Linked DNA regions of Mus musculus: region 2 is linked to region 1. Evidence: chromatin contacts called from public HiCAR-type data. All regions are on one chromosome and are shown on one strand. Each heading gives the region's core, a stretch centred on a gene start, on an enhancer-like site or on the middle of the called end of the contact. The rest is flanking DNA. Distances are from core to core; before and after follow the strand shown. Region 1 holds the start of Tmem106a (transmembrane protein 106A). Region 2 holds the start of Hrob (homologous recombination factor with OB-fold).

Region 1 (3,227 bases), core at 185-2,684:
GAAGTAGTTGGCAGCCTGGCTGGCCATGGCTGGGTTATCAGGTAGGATAGGCTTGTCCTCATCCTTCCGAGAGGTGAGCTGGGAGACTGCCTTACCCATAGTCCAGCGGAATTTTTCACTAATGAGAAATAAAACAAGGTTCAGAGCTATTAACCTGTTAGCACTGATGTGAGGTTTTAAGTTTTTAAGATTGCCAAGAAGCCCTACCATTATCTAAGAAGCTTTTGCTTAGGGAAGAACAGTTTGGGAGGTGCCTTGGAACTCTTTTTTTTTTTTTTTTAAGTAAGAGTTCAATTCAGAGGAAATCAAAGAAAAGCAGAAGTTATTTCACTTTAAGGGATTTCTGCAAGTGAATGTAGAATTTTTTTTTTTAAACCAGGAAAAGCTGAGCTGTCCTTTATTTTAAAGACAGGGAAGCTGGGTAGGACTAGGAGCGGGAAGCACAGCTTCCTATTATGGAAGGGTCCTTTTGTCTTTTCTAATCAAGTGATTACTCTGTAGAAATCCCAGAGCAGATAGGCCTGAAATCTGATTGGGAGTGTAGAAGGCAGGCTTCTTTCTATTCGGGAGTTTGGCTGGAAAAGCAGGGCTTAAGGGGTCAGAGTTGCGCACGCCTTTGATTCCAGCACTCGGGAGGCAGAGGCAGGCGGATTTCTGAGTTCGAGGCCAGCTTGGTCTACAGAGTGAGTTCCAGGACAGCCAGGGCTATACAGAGAAACCCTGTCTCGAAAAAACCAAAAAAAAAAAAAAAAAAAAAAAAAGAGCTGTGGCTAAGAAACCCTGTGAAACTGGACTGGGAGGGAGCCTTGATCCATTCATTGCTTTCTGAGACTTCGGAGTCTGTTCTTCCTAAGGCAAGGTCAAGGCCAAATCTGAACTTTGCCCCCAATCCCTGAGTAGTGGCTTGAATGACGCAGTAACTCCTTAGGATACTCACATCTTCCTGGGCTAAAATAAAGACCCTTACTCACCTGGTTTAGGTCTGGGATTCCAGGCTCTGCTCAGCTCCAAGATTGGGTTTTCTGGAATGCTCCTTTGGGGAGAAGGGCCTCTAGGGTAGGGTGGAGTTGAACAGCTCAATTCAGCGGAGACCAGAGAGAGTCAATGTGTTGAAAGTGGGGAGCAGGGACTCTTGTCTACCGGGAGGGTCAAGTCCTCTCTACTAGGGGATTCTGCTATGGTAGGCAAGGAAGGAAAAGGTAGGATTTCATCGAGGAAGGATTTTAAATCCCACCTCACTGGCCGTTAGTCAAATTTGGGCAACAACGTGTTGGGCGCTGAGTAAGCCCAAACGTCTCTGAATTCTTGCTTTGAAAAGGGTAAAGAGATGGGGTCCCAGGGACGCCTTACCAGGTGACAACGCCCTCAGCAAAATCGAAACTGCGGGAGCTGCACATTTAACACAAGCTCGGAGTCCAAGCCGGGCTCGGCCCCGCCCCTCGCTCCCGCCCCGCCCTCTCCTCCTGAGAGGCCACTGGAAGACACTTCCGGCTCTGCGAGTCTCACAGGACAAATGTTGCTATCGCCAGGACCAAACTAGTTCAGGTACGAGTTTCAAATAACACGTATTCACAATTCTTTTAAGTTGCTACGTGCAAGTACAACGGAACGAAAAACTGGACCTAGATGGACAGGTCCCTCCAAATATACCCAATTTCTCACATCATGGGGCTCTGCCTCTACCCCAAACCCCAGGAAAACATTTTAAACAATAAACAGCTTGGTTGGCTTGCAGTTTGAATTGTGGTTTATTTAGAAGCATTCAAGAGTTAGATTGTAAATAAACATATTATGAGTAATTAAGATCGCCATTTATTATAAATACCAACTAAGTTAAATAATACTATTTTAACTATCCCCTTTGAGCTGGAGTTCAGATACCTTTTCTCAAACATGAATAAAATCTTTAGTGTTGTGTTGCCTTTTCTTTCACCATCTGGACCCAAAGCTTCCCTTTATAAACTAAATGAGACCTAGAACTCTTGACAGAGCCTTCTTCCCATCTATTCTAATGGTAAACTAACCTTTCTGTGGGTTAGCCCCAAAGCATTACTTCCTGTTCTCGGCTTTCTAGGGCTGGATACCTCACAAGGGGATTCCACACATTCGGAAAGTCAGCAGCAGTTCTGTGTCCTTTCACCCACACCCGACCTTACTGAGATGAGTATTTGCACATGCTTGTCCTTCCAATCCACTGTGACAGTCAGTAAAAGGACGACTACTAACTTTCCCTTTCTGTAACAGGTGCCCCCCCCATAGGATTAGCAAAATATTTCACACTACCCAGGATTCTCCTTAAATAAAATTTATGCAAAATTACTTTGACAGACACTGCTCAGTGGGTGCTGTGGGTTAACCCGAATGCCTCCTGTCCTTCCAGGTTCCTGCTAGGCCTTCTGAAAGCAAAGTGTTCCTCATTTCTAAGTCTTTGAGGAACATGACTTTCTTGATCTGCTGTCTTTATGTAGCTATGAGGCTTGCGATTGGTTATAGAAACTAGGTGAATAATTCTTGGAAACATTCAAGGTTAATCTTTAAAAAACAAAAACCAAACTAATATTTAACAGCCCATTAAAAACATCCACATGAACCAAAGGAAAATACTCAATTTCAATACAAGCAGAAGGAAAAGCGATCTAAGGAAGTCCAAGTTACTCGCTTCCACGGACTACAGCGGCGAGAGTTCTGTCCAGCTGAGTTGAAAACTGTCTTCCTACCATTCATCCCATTTCTACAGTGAAAATTTAAGTTCTGGCCTTTGATTTGCTCCAAAAAATACTGTAACAGGTACTGTTTTGACAATTCAGAGACATAGATTCATCAGATTAAAAAGCAAGCAAGGGCTTCCACCCACACTCAATGACAGCAGAGAGACCACCTCTGAGCGGCAGGCAGTTATTTAATACAAGGTCAGTCCTCAATAGCGGTGGCTGTACCAGTCGTTGTTATTCACTTGAAGGAGCTCTGTCACAACCTGCAGGATATTGTAATTGTGTTTTCTCAGCAGCCTTAGGTTCAGCTGCCTGTCGCAGAATCCCATTTCAAAGAGATGGGCCATCAGGGCTGTGGTCTGATCTTCAGAAACGATGGGCTGTGCAGAGACAAGGAGACATTTTTCTATATAATTTGCTTCTTTGCAAATCTGTATTACACTGTCATCCTAGTGTTTCCTCCTTATTCAAAGTGTTGGGTGATCAGATGCAAGGGCACAACTTTCCTGTTTCCCT
Region 2 (3,227 bases), core at 194-2,693, 670 kb before region 1:
TTAAAAAAAAAAAACCAAAAAAATACTTTCTTTAAAAAAAAAAACCAAAAAAAAAATATATATATATACACATATATACATATAATGCACACACACAGTTTATCTGAACTACTCCTAGAAAGGGGAGATAGTAAAAGAGAGGCGACTGCTAAGGGAGACAAAGGCAGGGTCAGCATAAGGGTCTCAAGTAGCCCAAGTTGGCCTCAAGTCATTATTATGTTGATAAAGGTAATTTTCAAATCTTATATAAAAAAAATGATTGATTTAGTGGGGGTGGGGTACACTACTGCATGGGTGTGAAGGTGAAAAGAACTTGAGGGAGTCGGCTTCTTCCACCCTATGGGTCCTAGGGATGTAACTGAGGCATCAGAGACAACCACCTTTTACCTGCTCAGCCACTTCCCCAGCCCCTGACCTTGAACTCCTGACCCTTTCCTTTCCCAAAGGATGGGATTACTTGCCTACACCACCTCTGGAAACAGGCCTGAGTATTCTGCAACAGAATCTCAAAGGTTGGTCCAACACAAGAAAGGACCCTGCCTGAAACCCTTGTTTCTGAGGATCAAGCCAGTGATTTCTTTCTACAGAGGACCAAAGCCAAAGGCAAAGTTGCCAAGAGTGTGGACTGCCCCAGTCTACGGTTCTTCTTCCTGGACAGCAGACTCAGACGAGTGTCACACCCACAGCCTGGGTTTTTGGTGGGGGATTGAGGGCGTGTGGCATGGTAGCTGCTGCCTTTAATTCCCAGAACGCCTAAGGCAGAACTTTGAGTTCGAGGCCAGCCTAATCTACATACTGAGTTACAGGATAGCCAGGGGCAGAAAGCCTGTTTCAAGGACCCACCCTCCTCCCAAAAAAATAAAAACAGAGGAGGAGGCGGAGGAGGAGAGGAAGGGAAGGAGGGAGAGGAGAGTTGAATGTTAGTCACCCCAAGATCACGAGGTTGGGGGCAAAGATTCCAAAAGCCAGTGACGTTTGGGCTCGCAGGGATTGATGACTATTTTTCTGTCTGTCTGTAGGTCTGTATGTCCGGGGGAGGTACCTTTCACAAGGTCTCCTGCGCGTTGCGCGCCCTTCCTACCTAGCCCCCAGGTCTGCAGACTACACTCAGTCTCTACCAGGCAGATCCCGTCCTAGCAGACTAGCGAGCCCGGAGCCCAACCCGGAGTCCGGCTTCCCCGGGGCTGGAACGCCTCCTCCCCAGAGCCCGGGCGGCTTAGACGCGGCATTACCATAACGACAGGCCGTGGGCTCGGGCCGGCGGGTCGGCCCGGCCGTGTCAGACTCAAGGGTTCACCTCCAACTCGACCCAGACGTAGAGTAGGGAACTATGTCCGGTCGCATTCCCAGAGCAAGGTCCAAGAGAAGCGTCTTTAAGACCGCAGCGGAAACTGAGAGAGGGGCGCCTAAGAACGTGCACCCAGAGCGGCTTTCAAAGCCGCCGCCAAAACAATAGCTCCGCCCCCTTAAAGGGAAGGCACCAATTTTTATCCTGCCGACACAAAGTCCTTCTTCCTCGGGCCTTCCGCCGCAGCCTTAAAGGGAAAATCAAAGGTCTCTCGGTCGCCCCCAAGCGGTCCCTCTAGTCCAGCCGGCTGCCACGTTCTGGTTGAAAGGGAGCTTGGAGAAATCTTATACACTTTATTCTCCCTTCTTTTTTTTTTTTTTTTTTTTTTTTTTTTGTTGAGCACACTGGTGATTTGAGAGTGACTTCATCCTCACCAGAACGCAGCCGATCGTGTAGCCCAGGCTGCCCTCTAACTCACTTTGTAGCCGAAAATAACCTTAACTCCATATTGTTCTTCCTCTACCTCCCAAACGCTGGGGTGGCTGGTTTTATGTGGTGCTAGGGATGGAACCGGGGAGGGCGGCGGGGGGGGGGGGGGGGTTCACACTTTGTAGGCCAAGCTGATTGGTAGAGACAGGAAAAGGTAGAGAGCCTCATGCGCCATCATCCTCTGGTGAATGAGGAGGGATTGAACGATTTTGGGCCTTGCACGTGCTAAGCAAATGTTCAACACTAAGCTAATAATACGCCCAGCCCTAAAGAGTTTCTACGACAGAAAAATGTGTGCCTTCTTTGCATGTTAGAAAAATAGGCCTGAAAGCTGGGAGTGCATTCCAATGGTCAACATTGTACTAAGCGTCTTCAAGACTCTGGTCCCAGCTACCATACATACATACACTGCAGAAAAAACGAACAAACAAAAACATAAACAAAATTACTTTGGAGGCCATGCAGGGACTGGAAGGTAAGGCCTGGCTCAAGCATATAAGGCAAGTAAGACTGAATGAAGAGATCCGGGAAAGACAGGGTGTGTCTTTTCCTCAGAGCACAGTAGCCGTCTGAGCCATAGAAATATGACTAAATTGGTGGATTCTTCCTCAGAACAAGGCACATGTGTACAAACACATGATGCTTTGCACATAATTATAGGGGGGTTGTCTTCCTGAAGCCTCTAGTCAAGAACTCAGTCCCAGACAGGTGGTGGTGGCCCACGCCTTTAATCCCAGCACAGAAGGAGGCGGATTTCTGAGTTCAAGGCCAGCCTGGTCTACAGAGTTAGTTCCAGGAGAGCCAGGGGTACACAGAGAAACCCTGTCAAAAAAAAAAAAAAAAAAACCAAAAAAAAAACAAAAAACAAAACAAAAAAAAAACCCTCAGTCCCCTGGAATTCTAGGAAGCAAAATGGTATAGCAGTTAAACTGTAGATGCTGAAGTCTCGATAGCTGGGTCATAGGCTCTCAACTCTACCTCCTCTTTGCTATGTGAGCATGTGAGCTTGGTCAGGGTCATACCTGGAATCACATAGTACTCCAGGACTCTTGGCTGTTATCATTCCAGGTTAAACAAAATTAACAGTGCTGGGACCCTCCCCCTATACTGAGCTTGTCATCCTGCTCTGTCTGAGTCCTCTGATCTGCTTCCAGCCTACATCCCAGAACCCAGGTTTTCCATTTCTGAACTTATTCCTAGTCGGTCTGAGTTTCCACTGCTCTCAAACCCAGTCATTAAAGAGTTTAGCATACTTCTTGCTTCTCCCTCTCCACCCTCCCTTCCTCGAAAAGGTCTCATCGCTAAGGGTGGCCTAGAACATTCCCTTCTGACACATCCTCCTGGGATTACATGTGTGCGCCTCTGTGCTCAGCTAATGCCCTTTTCTTTTTACGTTTTTTTCCCTTTTTTAAAAAAAAATTATTTTTGTTGATTTTATGTCTGAGTGCTC

Evidence for each region. HiCAR-type assays count read pairs that join an accessible place to other places.
Region 2: a contact with region 1 is called in a HiCAR-type map of kidney, with 3 times the contacts expected there. The contact joins the promoter of Hrob here to the promoter of Tmem106a in region 1.

The regions. Positions count from the first base shown.
Region 1 is chr11:101,580,449-101,583,675 of GRCm38.p6, reverse strand. It overlaps Tmem106a (transmembrane protein 106A), which reads right to left and starts at 1,434. Exons shown (of 9, transcript NM_144830.3): 1 at 1,351-1,434; 2 at 972-1,051; 3 at 1-118. The coding sequence starts at 99. It overlaps Nbr1 (NBR1, autophagy cargo receptor), which reads right to left. Exons shown (of 24, transcript NM_008676.3): 24 at 1,725-3,091. The coding sequence ends at 2,918.
Region 2 is chr11:102,247,098-102,250,324 of GRCm38.p6, reverse strand. It overlaps Hrob (homologous recombination factor with OB-fold), which reads right to left and starts at 1,443. Exons shown (of 10, transcript NM_153544.3): 1 at 1,233-1,443. The coding sequence starts at 1,235.